Linked DNA regions of Mus musculus: region 1 is linked to region 2. Evidence: chromatin contacts called from public Hi-C data. All regions are on one chromosome and are shown on one strand. Each heading gives the region's core, a stretch centred on a gene start, on an enhancer-like site or on the middle of the called end of the contact. The rest is flanking DNA. Distances are from core to core; before and after follow the strand shown. Region 1 overlaps Fbxl17 (F-box and leucine-rich repeat protein 17). Region 2 has its middle 23 kb from the start of Gm34179.

The links. Hi-C and Micro-C count contacts between places; a contact is called where the count stands out from the background.
Region 1: a contact with region 2 is called in a Hi-C map of the N1E-115 cell line, with 4 times the contacts expected there. The contact joins two enhancer-like sites. A contact is called at or near these places in 1 of 15 datasets of contacts at CTCF or cohesin (pro-B cells) and 2 of 484 Hi-C or Micro-C datasets (the N1E-115 cell line and embryonic stem cells).

Annotation. Positions count from the first base shown.
Region 1 is chr17:63,321,427-63,328,629 of GRCm38.p6, reverse strand. The region is part of intron 6 of Fbxl17 (F-box and leucine-rich repeat protein 17); the gene reads left to right. Among named protein-coding and RNA genes, the nearest start is that of 4930405O22Rik, 12 kb to the right of the region's middle. Within about 2 kb of position 5,564, at least 30 of the 459 cell types and tissues checked have an H3K27ac peak or open chromatin away from gene starts, as enhancers often do. A contact at or near this core is called in the N1E-115 cell line, where this site is marked.
Region 2 is chr17:62,958,691-62,965,497 of GRCm38.p6, reverse strand. No RefSeq gene overlaps it. Among named protein-coding and RNA genes, the nearest start is that of Gm34179, 23 kb to the right of the region's middle. Within about 2 kb of position 2,782, at least 23 of the 459 cell types and tissues checked have an H3K27ac peak or open chromatin away from gene starts, as enhancers often do. A contact at or near this core is called in the N1E-115 cell line, where this site is marked.

The DNA.
Region 1 (7,203 bases), core at 4,315-6,814, 360 kb before region 2:
GTGTGTGTGTATCTACTAATTTTGTTTATACGAGTGTTATTAGTAGTGATAGATCAACTCGCTAATAGAGGGGTGTAGCAAATTTATTCCTCAATATGAAGGAAGATTGGATTCTTGTTCGTGTCTGATTCATTGTTGAAATCATGGACATTTTACTTATTGTCTTGCCTTCAGGCTTCCTACTTTTCAAGTAGTCTGCAGAGACTAGGTTTACCTGGTTCCTGGTCTTCATGGCTATGCTAGATAGTTTCATGTCAGCTTGACGCAAGCTAAAGTCATTGGCGAGGAGGGAACCTCAACTAAGAAAATACCTCCAAAAGATCCAGCTTTAAGGCATTTTCTTAGGGATGGATGGGCACTCATTGTGGGTGGTACCTGGGCTGGTGGTCCTGAGTTCTGCAAGAAGCCCCAGGAAGCCAGTAAGTAGCACCTCTGTGGCCTCTGCAGCAACCTCTACTCCAGGTTTCTGCCCATTTGAATTTCTGTCGTCTTTGAGTTTCTGTTCTGACTTCCTTCAGATGAACAGCCATATCGAAGTGTATGCCAAATAGACCCTTTCCTCCCCATCTTTGTTCATGGTGGTTGCAGCAGTAGAGACCCTGACTGCATCAGTGGGTCTGTGCAGAGATGATTGACATTTCCCTGACACTCCCCTTCAAGCCTCTCCCTCAGGGTTTCATCTCTCGGAGCCTATCTATCTCCCTCAGCTCATCCTGGTCTTCATTTTGTTGTTGTTCTTTGTTTGGTTGTTTGTTTTTTGTTTATTTTTCAAGACAGGGTTTCTCTGTGTAGCCCTGGCTGTCCCTGAACTCACTTTGTAGAGCTGGCCTCGAACTCAGAAATCCACCTGCCTCTGCCTCCCGAGTGCTGGGATTAAAGGCGTGCGCCGCCACACCTGGCCTGGTGTTCATTTTTAACCCTCGTCATGGGATTCTCTTATTTCCTTTCTTGGATTTACCCCTATCTTTCCTCTCTCCAACTCTCCTAGTTTGAACATAATCTTGTCTTACAACAAATTAATTTTTTTTTTGCCTCTCATGATTCATGAACAGTGGCAACAGATGTATAAATTATTCGTAGCTTAGTTACATCTATCAGAATACCCCACCGGTTTAGAGAATTACTATAATAGATTGATAGTCACAGCTTACAAAACCTGTGAACATGAAGTGTGTGCGCAGTGGCTTAAATCCTTCACAGCCTGGAAGGTCAGGGCTTCTGATGATGGTTTGATGCCTTGCCCTCAGAATCCTGGATCGGGGACAGCCTGCCATTGTTTAAATTCTTGGTGTTTTCTTACCATGGAATTTTGCATATTTAGAGCATAGGTAAATTATTATTTTGATTTTGAAATGTTTTGCTACCTGCTTAAATTGTACACCTTTGAGTTGATTCTTCTGGAGTAGTGTGTGGAGTTCTGTCCACTTCCTTGCTCATATTTTAGTCATCTGTGTGAGTTCAGAGTCACAGGTAACACTGCGTTCGGAATCCCGACAGCTAGCTCATCAGTTCCTTTCCTTAAATGAAGACGCTGCTCAGAGGGCAGCACTGAGGGCAGCACTCCTTGCTCCTTGTGGTTACTGCTGGACGTCCAGTCTTTCCTCTTTACCATGAAATCAAAGTCATTGGGTATAAATGCCGTTGGAACACGCTGTGTTCATTATTGGTAGCTCTAGTTCATGCTGATCTGCCCTAGGTTACTTACTGAATCAGCCTGACTAAAGAAATAATGTAAATGGAAACATAGGCTTCGTTATTTAAACTGCCTTTGTGCTTTGCCAATAGAAAGACGAGTTGTGAGTTTCATCAGTCACGTATGCCTGGGTCATAGAGACTATCTTTAGAAGTTCCACTCTCATAATGATCCGTCTTAGGAAAGTTTCTCCTAGTGTCTGTAGTTGGCTCTGCTCTTCCTTGACTGCCCTCTTGACTGCTGACTTGGGAATTAGGATTTTCATAGAAACCTTATTTCACCTTTTTATGCAGTTTGCTTCATTAGAGCTGATGAAGTAAGATCTTCCACAAATGAAGAAACTAGAGATGTGACAGACAACCTGGTACAGATCTTGTAGGAGACAAGCTGAGACGTTGATTGACAGATTTTCCTATAATTTTGTGAAGCTAAGAGAATTTTCTTTATTAACAAGCGAGACAGATGGGCTCAAGTTTCACAGGCTTAGTATAGTTCTGCTTGTGTTTGGATGGCTTTCCCTCTTTCTTTTTATAGAACATAAGGCAGGCAGTACCACAGTGTGTGCTATAGAAGTCAGGAGGTAACCGTTATGTAAAATGATACATAATATTATATGCTATATGTAATAAAATATAATGCCTTGTTCAGATAGGGACTCAGATAGCTCAGGCTCCCCGTAGACTTACTTTTGTAGCCATGGCTGGCCTCGAAGTTCTGATTTTTCTCCCTCTACTTCCCAGGTGCTGAGATTCCCTGTTATCTATCCCCATGACTGGTCTAAACGGTTATTTTTCAATCGTGAAGTCTGGCATATATCAACCTAATCAGATGGTTTTACATCACTGCCAGTAATGGACAAGGTACTTCTTCAGAGGCAAGCCTATGGCAAGCACGGCCTCTGCTCCACTACTCTTCTGCAAGATGGGTGGTCTGCTTTTAACCACATGACTGCAGTCTGACAAATCAGGGCTGTAGGCTTAAAATGGACTCCAAGATGGTCAGTGAGATAAAAGGCAAGGACAAAAGCTTAAAGAGTGCAACAGTTACTTGCAACATGTAAATTGTTCCTTGCCTTGTGGATACACACACACACACACACACACACACACACACACACACACACACACACACACACACACATATGATCATGTCAGTTACTTTTTGTAGCCATGACTGATATGTAATATACCCTAAGAGGAGAGTGCTTTTAGGAGATACATGCTGAATATGTAGACAGGATGTTTGAAATTTATGTTCCATGGGACTGTAGAGAAACCTCCATGCTGAGAGAAATGTGAAGCAGACCTGAAGCACTAACAATTTCTGTGCTCCCATGGGGCTCATGGATATATATTCTGCCTCCTTTCTACTGGCTTACAATGTATCATAATTAAAAATTAAAAAGCAAAGAAGCAAGCACCAGGTTTCTAATTGAAAGTTGTGGGACCCAGACTCAAGAGAAAATGATGCAGAGCTATCAGCTGACATTGAACATTGATTGAAGCCTCCAAATATTCATGTAAAAGAGGGAATATTTGAAAAAATAGGGCTGGAGAGATGGTTCAGTCATTAAGAGCACTAAATGCTCTTCCAGAAGTCCCGAGTTCAATTCCCAGCAACCACATGGTGGTTCCCAGCTGTAATGGGATACGATGCCCTCTTCTGGTGTGTCTGAAGACAGATACAATGTACTAATATACATGAAAATAAATCATTCTTTTTTTTTTTTAAAGGAAAAACAAAAGATACAAGCCATCTACAAGAAGCACTTAGGCGATACAGGTTATCTTAAAATTGGGGTTTCTTCTCCGTTCCTACTAAATCAATGAATACTTACCTCGGTCTTAGCACCAGAAGGAAAGGCTGTGACACCGAGAAGGCAGAAACCAGGTGTGTGGGATGTGATGCTGGCATTGGTGTGAGCTGGTCACAGGCTTTAGAGGAAGTCAACACCATGGACTAAGTCTCACCAGTGGTAGTAAAGGCTCGGCTCTTTATGTTTAGCTCATGTGCAGTGCTCTTCACCATGTAGTCTGTGGATGCTTAGTTAGATCAACTGAAGTGGTGAGACATCAGAATCATAAGAAACCACATGTCAACAGGAAATTGTCACCATGGAAGTCCCTAAGATGGTATACTCCATTAAATGTTTATATGTAGCAATAATGCTTAAGCAGTTACTCAGCTGCTATTGCATTTGTTTAGTAAAATTATCTTTATCCTCTATGAAAATATACAAATATAAATTATTTATTGGCTTATCTCAAGGTACAGCTTGGCTGAACTTGAGTTGTTCAGTATATCTCTTATTTATTCCAATACAGAACTTGTCAGAAGGTATTAACAGAGTGATCAAGAAATTACTGCTTACTTTGTATATAAAGCCCTTGTAATGGGATATTTTCTTTAAGTGATAGAAAAAGGTAAAGAAGTTATAGGTCCCATTATCAGGGCCTCTGTTAAACGAGATATAGGTGCCTCTAAGTCATAGTCAATGCATGTGACACTATGGGAAGAAGAGAGAATTAGAATCCTTAGTTATAATAGTTGAGTTCTGGATTCATCATCACCAAAGCAGGAAGCTCTTGTTTTGCTTCAGTTATGAGAAGTCACAGGAAGGACAGAGCAGGCTTAGCACTAAGGTTGTGTCAACAGCAGTGTGCTCACTTTCACCTGCTTCCTAGGCCAGTCTTATCCAGAACCTGCACCACACCTGCCACCTCGTGGCAGTTTTAGGAATTACACAGGCTATTGTAGAGGTGAAATTGATCATATGTTGTGTGACCTTTGAGACCTCCCAAGACACTAGTGTGTATCCTTGGGATGTGACTGTTCAGACTTGACATTCCGGCATGCTTTATCACATGATTTGCCCATCATCTGTAGGTGTAATTTTCTGTAATACAGTTTAGCTTTGCTTAGACAGAGGGGTCATGCTTGTCTACTGCTCAAAGGCTTGCTTTACTTGGTAAAATATATTCTAAGGCTTATTAAGAGTTAAAGATATTACTTTAACCAGGCATCTTGGGCCACCAGCGGTTTGGGTTCCATGGGAGGGGACCAGAGTGAAGGTGGGGGCAAGACAGGAAGTCCAATAAAAAGGGCCTCAGCCTCATTTGCTCCACTGCTAAAGTTTGTCATTTCTGACTGGCTTGGTGTAAACTGTTCAAATCACTAAGGTAGAAAAGGAAATTCCATTCACATTTAAATTTTTATTTTCTGAGTTGGCTTAAAGCATTTTTATTTATTTAGATATTTTCTATGTTACAGTAAGAACGTACAGTTCTTTTTTAATGAAGAACTAGGACATATTGCAGTGATCATTCCTAGATATATCATTGCTATTACATTTGACATTTATTGAAAAAAAGATTTTTCTGTCAGGGAAGGTGCTGGGAGCACATGCAGTGAACATTTTAGCATTAATTTGTATGTCTGTCAGCGCTGCTGTCTTTATTTTGCTGTATTTATGAGTAGTTTGTGTAGTTCTGTGTCGGCAGGGAATGCGAACAGTTTCTTGCCTGTTGCTGTGTTGTGTTAGTTGTTTTCACTGAGTCTGTGCTGTAGTCTCTCATTTCTAGAATCCAGTTCCTGCAGCTGAGGAAGGTTTATCATTGCATAGTTAATGCCTTTTAAACCTTCACTAAAGACATGCCCATTCTGGTACTCGTCAGTGATGGGAAGGCTACCATGGCAGTGGGGAAGAGAGTGGAAGGGCCCGTGAGTGTGCCACTTATACCAAGGACCAGGGGCCCAGGCCAGAGGGAGAAAGCCGTGAGCACATACTATGTTGTGAACATTCCTGCAGTAGTCCACAGGATGTGCACCGACAGCAAACCTTGCACACACACATCCGGGGCAGGAGCTGAGGATGATGTCAGCACTGATGAGATCTCGAGGGACAAGGGGCCTAGGTAGGGCTGGCTGTGCAGGCCTGTGGAGGGAAGGCTGGTCAGAGGAGCCTAACTCCTTTGATAAACACTAGAAGAGTGTATGTCAGCCTTTGGTTTGTCTATGTGTGTGTGCATGCATGGGTGGGTGGATGTGGGTGTGTGTGCGCATGTGTGCATGCATATGTGGGTATGCGTGTGTGTCTCTTTGCTACCTGTGAAAGCGGGTGCCTTGTGTGTGTTAGGCAAATGCTGCACTGCTAGCCCCAGATTGGTCACTTACTTGCTTTTCTCCCCTTTTCCCTCCCTCCCTCGAGCCCTCCCTCCCCTCTCATACTTTAATTTTAGCTAAATAGTTCATCCCCACTTGCATTTAGGTGACTTCTAATACACCAGGCTTTCAACATACCAAATTTACATTTATAAAGTTATCATGCATTTTCCAATTGATTTCACTATTATGACATTAACCGTTGGATCATAGTCCTTGGTTAGACACTCTTGCCAGTTCACCTGTGTCCTTTCATTGGCTACTTTCCTTATGTCAACCAGCATATTTAATAACTACAGTAGTCAGCGTGGGGTTTGCCACACTAAACACTATTCCCCCATCGAAGTGATTGCCTGCACTGTTAGTGTCCACACATTTGACAGAAGTTGTATGTGTAATTTCTTGTAGCTTCACTGCCCCCTCCATCCATCGATAGTTATTTTTCTTTCTCATCCAGCACATTTTTGGGTCTATTCTCTAGTGGACCACAGCCGGATGCAGCTTGTCCTTTTCTTTATTCTTCTGGTGGGGAAAGGTAGGTAGTTGGACATAAACGGAATGGTCGATTCCCCAAGAGTCTTGGGGCTCCTTGGGTGATGAATGGGCATATTTAAATTTCAGTCTTTACCTTTCCTGAAGCTTAAATGCCAGGTTATTGCAATGCAAAAGCCCGAGTTCTTGAACTTCGAAGGCACTTTCCCTCCTGCTTTTCTGTCATTGTTCCTGAGAGAGTGGATTAGATTGCCTGGAGCACCAGCGCTAGAGTAGGCATAGAGCTGCAGGAACCATAGGAGGCGAGGGACACTTGCCTGAGGATGATAGTGGCATGTGCTGGTGGGAACAGAATAGTCAGGGTAGCCAGAGTCATCCTAGGGGCCTGGGATTAAGTTAACCTCCATCTGAGGATTTCCAAGTCCCCCACCACTCTGTGCACCAAAGAGGTGACAGCTTAATGGAGACTTTAAGATGTGGCTGAACTCTGGTGCTCACTCAGCACGCACTGTCTCTCAGTTCCCTTGAGCAGCCTGCCTGGGAAGAGTGTACATATTCTAAAGGAACAGTGTGCGCCCTTTACACTACTGAAGCAGCAGATCCCAAGAAACTGATATCTCCCTAGGAAACCTCTACTGGGAGAAGAAAGCCCTGGGGCAAGCAGAGATGGAGCTTGTCTCCTGAAGAAAGGCTCACCGCCTGTCAGTCTGCTGTGTAGGGAAACTGAGCAGTTCCTAGGAGGGCTGCAGGCTGTGCCCTGGCTGCTCAGTTATGCATTGCTCTAAAACCTCCTCTCCTTCCTGTTAGAGCCCTGACCCTGGGCTCGAGTCCTCCATCTGCTCCTCCCTCTTCCCTCT
Region 2 (6,807 bases), core at 1,533-4,032:
GTATATGTGCAGAAAATTGAATTGGAGTTAGTAAACCTTGTATTTACACTGACCTAAGATTATCTGCTTGGAGCTCTCATTGATGGCCTCTTTTCTGTCATGCTTTTGTAAACACAATTCTCTAGATGTGTTTATGTTTTTCCTTCTTTCAGCTCAAGAGCCTTCTCCACTTGTACTCTCTCTTGCCCATGTGCTAGGATCAGCTGCGACATGTCATAAGGAATTTGTTGCCTGTGATAGTTTCCTGAAGCCTGCAAAGTGTTTGCTTTTCTTCTTCAAGGAAGAGCGCTTCCTGGCTGGGAAGACTGACTACCCCAGTCTTGTTTCCGGTGGAATAATCTGGATGGTGGCATTGAGCGTGTGGGTCACTCATGAAACCATCTAGCACAGGTGATAAGAAGGGCTGGCGCTGCAGTGAGCAATGGGTTCACTCATGGCGTGGAAGGGGGATTCCTGGCTCATGCATTCCACTGACTCCTAGTTAGTTCAACTCAGTGCTTGGAGGAAGGTAATTCCTCAAGAGGGGTAAGGCGCAGCAAATACCAAGACCTAACCCCGGGTCATTAAGGAAAACAGCCTCTCACCTTTGGCTGATTGCAGCCAGGGTACAAAGCAAGCTCTTGTTACCACAGAATCTCTCCATTGATAATCATAAGTAATGAGGTAAAACAAGGTACCTGACTCCCAGTCTGTTAACCCCCACTTAGGCCTAATGATCTACAACCAGCCAGCTTGGTCAACAGGCTACTTTAACTAGAGAGGCTCAGAGTCCATTTAGGGTTCAAGGATGAGTAAGATCTGGGGTCTGGGAACTGAGAGGAGGAAAAGCACTGGGTAAGGGCAGGTGAAATACAGAAAACACAAGTCACCGTTTACTAGGCAAGCATGCCTCACCCCAACATTTCCCTGCAACTTAGCTACGCTCTTGAAGTCTGTCACCTGAGTCATCCCTAGCAGGGTTGGAGTGGCAACCGTTTACCCACAACAGGGAGGCCTCTCACCCTGCAGTTGAAAACCCTGTGCCACGATGCCCAGCGTAGCCAGCAGATTGTAGGGTATTTTAGCTACCCATCCCCACAGCTGGGCACTTTTTCCAGGATATAAACACAAGGCTCAATTGCCAACTTGCTCCGGCCTTACCAACCTGAGCGAATATCTCTACCTGTGTTTTTTGTACCAGATAAAATGGAGACTGTGTTGAAAACTTATTTTTCCTGCCGTCTTCCTACCTGCCGTGTAGATGAAAATCGGGAGCCCTTGGGATATGGAGCTATTTAAAAATAAATGTGGCATATGTAACCATAGCGAGCGATTATATCCATTCTAAATGGACTTTGCCCTAAGAAAAATAAAAAGCCAAGCTTTGGGGTTTTATTTCATTTACCAGAACCCGAGTGGATTGAGCATGATTGAAGTGCCTGTGTTTGGCTGGGCTCCTCTATGTAATACTGGCTTGTTGGACTGGTTTGAGTGGACCCAGCTGTAAAACTAAGAAGCCCCTCCGGACACAATCTCTTCCCAGATGCTGAAAATACCTCCTCTTTGAGAAGTTGGAGGAATAATTCTGCTCCAACAATAGGACATTCTTTCTTCTTGAAGGTTTTATTTTTACAGGGAATAGCAGTGGAGTGAGAGGTTATTCTGTGCCACAAGGCAATGCCCAGAGCTGGGACAGAGTCCTAACCTAGTTAGGAGACTGGGAATTTGATCCAGTACCCTGAAGAGAACATTGTTCTGTGTTTCTTATTAGACACAGCACCCTTGTCCAGACGGCACATCTACCGGGCGCGGGTGACTGCGTGTACATACGTGCATATGTGGGATGAGAATCCCTAAGCTTCTTGGACCTGAGTTTGTTTTTATTTCTGAGGGCATCTGGGTCAAAAATCCCAGCACTGAAATCGCTAAGCTGCATTACAATAGCAGGGCTTATGCTGTGGGCGGGCAGCTCATTCTCTTCCTATGCGTGGTTTTGTGGATGGTTGTGTAGCTGTGACCTCTGGGGGCGAGGGGGGGGGGCATTACCTTGCCTTTGTTTCCCTCTCAGGGTGAACTCAGCCGACACATCCTTATAAAAAGATGGCTGCCTTTTGTTGTTGTTGTCTGCCACTTAGTCGGAGAGTCTTGCTTCTTGATTCAATTTAAGCAACTGTGAGAGTTGAGATTGAAACAAAACAAAAAAGCTTCACAACTCTGTCTGATGTTGACTTTCAAATTGGCTAGAAGGCTCCTGGGGATTAGACAGAAAATATGTGCTACCTTCTTGGGAGGATAATTTTTCTTTCTTTTTAATAGAAAACTTCTGACTTAGACAAAAAGGCCAAGAAAATCTATTAAAAGAAAAAAAATCAGAGTATCTCAAGTGGCTATTCCAATGGAAAACAAAAAAAAGATAGCTAAGCCTTGTACAGCAAGCACCTTTCTCCCTAGGCAGGGACCACAAACTTAGGAAGTTAGTGGTAATAACTCAGCTCACGGGGGATCTAAAGTAATTAAAGGGGTATTGCAAAAAACTCAACCCGGAATGGCTTCAATCTGGATGCACATGGCTTCCGTGGGAAGTAGGGGAAAAATACACATTCCAACGGAGTATAGCAAAGTATTTGGGGACTGGGGCGTATGTAGGTCATAGCAGGGTGTTTGCCCAGTTCACAGGGCCCTGGCTTCAATTGCAGCTTGGTCAAAGAGAAAATATTTTCTATTTGCTTCTGTAACAGTCCTTTCCACTTCCTGAGGGGCGCATTTGAGCTTATCCTCCTTAGGTGAGTACTGAGGCAATACTGTTACAGCTTGTTACGTTGAAGTGGCGAAGAACGCATGCACCTAGCCAAAGAAAGCCCGTCGTTATTTTTCTTAATTATTTTAGAAATGTCATCTCCAATACCATCTGCTCTTTTGTAACTCTGAGGAGAAAATTGAATAAGCACCCATTTCCCGGAGAACCGCTTTAAAAAAGTTTGCAGTCAATTTTTTTGGATGGCTATGAAACAATTCAATGATATGGGTAAGCCTGCAGGATGATAGGAGACCCATTACATGTAATCAGAAAAAAAATATTATGGTGTACACACAGGCAGACTGCTTCCCACAGTTCGGTTAGTTTAGGTTAAGAAATGTTTTCTCTCAGGAAATGCCTTTAAACCAGGGCTACATTTTATTTAATGATGTGGAAAAATTCCACAAAATATCCTTATGAGAAATGTATTTAATTTTCTCTTTTTAAGCCAGTCAGCAAGTAAAGTGAGCTGCATATTGCTCGCATTACTAACACTGCCTGGCAGCGCGGACTGAAATATGCCTGGTCATGCACATTCGGAGGTAATGTTAGTTGGGAGCACTTGGTACGGTTGCTTAGCACTTTCCAGACGCTGATTGGCTTCAGCTGCTGAGATGTCTGCAGTTAGATATTGACAGATGTTGAAATCCAGAGTAAACTCCTCTTGCTTTTTATTTCCCCGCCCCCCCCCCCCATCCCTGCGCACAAAGGAATAACACCAAAGCGCATCTTGCCATCCCCAAACAAGATTCTTGCCTTCTCCCGAATTGAATGACTGCAACTGAAGAAAGCATTTGGGCCCTGATGGAGAGGAGCAGCCATCAACCTTGGCACCATCAGGGTAGGCAGGGAAAGGAAAAAGGCGCGGGAAATGGGACCTGGCTGGCGGTGTGCAGCTGACTTCCCTCCCACTCAGGCAGCCAGCCTAACTCAATTTATCCTTCTCAGGGTTTAATCATAAACAGGTCACACTGTGTCCTCCTCTGGGTCACTCAGTTTCTTTTCTGCCCTTTGGTGGAGGCGGGCTTGCTCTACTCTGCTCTATAAACACTGCGAGGCAATAATGGCATTCTCAAAATATGTGGGACTCGGTTATGAAAACTGTCGGGTCGACGATGATAAAACAGTGTTCTAAATTATCTTTCCCACCTATATTTACAATTTGCAAACTCTAATTTTGACTCCAGTAGAAAGTAAACGGTAAAGATAGGCTGGGTTTTTTTTTTTTTTTTGGCAGAGACGAGTGTGATAGAAAATTCTTGGTGTAAATGAAAAGTATCTGATTTATTTAAGATTTCCTCTCTCATTTGACCTTCACTCTGGATCGCAGCTCAAGGCAACTTGCTTGAGAACTACAAAGAGAACGTGCGTTTTCAGAAGTCAGATATGCAGAGGAAGGTTTTTATGGGCAGGGCTGCTCTTAGGCATTTTAATTTTACTAAAGCTGCCACGGAGTTGGTTTCTTTGTTTGTTTGTTTTTTGATTTTTTTTTTTAAATAGCATCAACTTCTACAAATTTTGAATACATACACTGAGATGTGTAAACACAAATTAAATGGTGGGTCTTGACTGTGTCACAGGTAAGAATTGTGCTTGACCCCCCAGCACATACGTAGCAGATGTGAAGCTCAGTCTCCCAACAATATGACAGGGGGACCGGAAGTGGGGGCAGCAATCTAGATGGAAAGTGAATGAATCAATAAATTAATGGAGGGGAGTAACTGCAACAAAAGAACCATGCTAACTTACCTACCCTAATAAGTTAACTGTTGGAGGCTGAGTTTTCAGCATGCCATAGCTGCTGCATCATGGGAGTTATCTCTGGAAAGGAAATGTCCTCAGTCTGTGGGCAGAGCTCCCGCCCTGTAGACTTGATTGACGTTAGGTCATGGATAACGTGTGAGCAAGTGATTGGGCAGCAGTTTCTTGGGTCAAGGGTTTGACTTGGTTTTAGTTCAATGAGAACAGAAAAACGAGTGTTCTGAAAGCATAGAGTAGGGCTAGAGAGATGTACAACCTTTACGGCACTGCGATATTTGACTCAAGGTCAGAGAGACTATATGCTATGCTTTTTTTTTTTTTTAAGATTTATTTATTTTATATATATGAGTACACTGTCACTGCTGCTGTCTCCAGACACACCAGAAGAGGGCATCAGATCCCATTACAGATGGTTGTGAGCCACCATGTGGTTGCTGGGAATTGAACTCAGAACCCCTGGAAGAGCAGTCAGTGCTCTTAACACTGAGGATTTCTCATAAAGAAAATCTTGCAAGACTAGTAAACACCTCCTATTTATGATCATATTTTCCATTTCCCAGAGATCATGTTCCATTAGTAGTCAACAAATGATAATTCCAAGTTGGCCATTGTCTCCGGTCCATGTGGGTTCAGCGAGTACCCTAGCTTTTTGAGAACTTCACATTATGAGAAATTGATAGAATTTCTATTTTTATGGCGACAAATATAATTAATAATTTGAAACAGAAACTTCTTTGGTTTTCCTATTATAATCGTTGATGTGATAGTCTAATACTTTTGATTTATGGATGGTAAAGTAGTCACTTAGGCAGAATTTATAGCTGCTAGTTTCTTATAGAATTCTTTTTTCTTTTCCTGTCTAGCATATATTGGTTAAAATTTGGAGCTACTGAGATTAGATTGGGAGTAATCCATGAAATCTCAAATCTTTTCCATTGCAGAATATAATGATGCTATCTAGACTCTTCATTACAAAATGTCCATTTTATATTCTCCAGTTGGATCCCAACCTGGAATGTGTTGACTTAACTCTCATTATGCTGCCCAGTCTAAATCTTTTTAGTGAAATTGCCATAATTAATTATAGCCCCCAGCATAAATGTTTTATTAAATGCCTTAAAATTGGAATATTTACAATGCCTTTGTTTCGAATACCTTTCCGAATTCTAGACAACCTATGTAGTTTTTATAGAAAAATTTGGTTGAAAAGAAAATGAAAACAAAAATAAAATCACTCTTTGCAAATCACATCAGATTAGTTATTTTTCTATTTTGTTGTCCTTCTCTAGAAACAATTTAAATTGAATATTGATTTATTTTTTTTCAACCTCAGAATATATCAAGATTGCAACTGCATATTGATTCAATTAGTCTTTGAAGCGAATGTCTGAGAATTCAAGATGTTCAGAGTTTAAAATTTTTTTTTTTTTGTATCTCTTGAGAACAGACCAACATTCTAATTTCCCCAAACAATACCCCCTGGACTAAGACATGATGAGACACAATCCTCAAATCTTTATTCAAGGAAGCCTCCTGGCAGAGCATGCTCTTAGATAAGAAGGCAGAGTTGAGGCTGGGTTTTATGCCCTGACCTATACTGTGGCCACTCACGTGGGAAGACTCCCGGGGCCTCACAATGAATACCATCTGGCTTTGGAGATTTGAAATAGTTCCATGTCTTAAGTGCTACGTAATGACTTCCTGGAAGACTTTACTTTCCATCCATGTTGTATGAAAACCTCAAATTTCTTTTGTTGAAACTGCATCCTCAAAATGATTGGCTTTGTGTCCTATTCCTTTGTGTGTGTGTGTGTGTGTGTGTGTGTGTGTGTGTGTGTGCGCGCGCGTGCATGCGCACGCGCGCCTGGTTTGTTTCTCGTGATTTTTCTTTTTCTTTTTTCAATTCTGGTTGGTTTGTTTTATTTGCGTGTTTGTTTCCTAGAGAGAGAGAGAGAGAGACAGAGACAGAGACAGAGACAGAGATAGAGACAGAGAGAGACAGAGAGAAGGAACTAAAGGTGGGTGGAAGGAGAGGGAGGGAGGGAGGATCTTAGAAGAGATAAAGGAGAGGAAACTGGGATCAGAATATACTATATGACAAAAATTATTTTCAATAAAAAGAATATGATCTTTTATTCAACTTATGTAGTTTCCATAAAAGTACCCAACAGCCTTTATTTTCCCTCCTCCCTTCTCCCTCTTGCTCTAGCCCTGCTCTATCTGGCCCATAGGTTTTTTGTTTGTTTGATTTTTTTTTTTCTCATTACAGA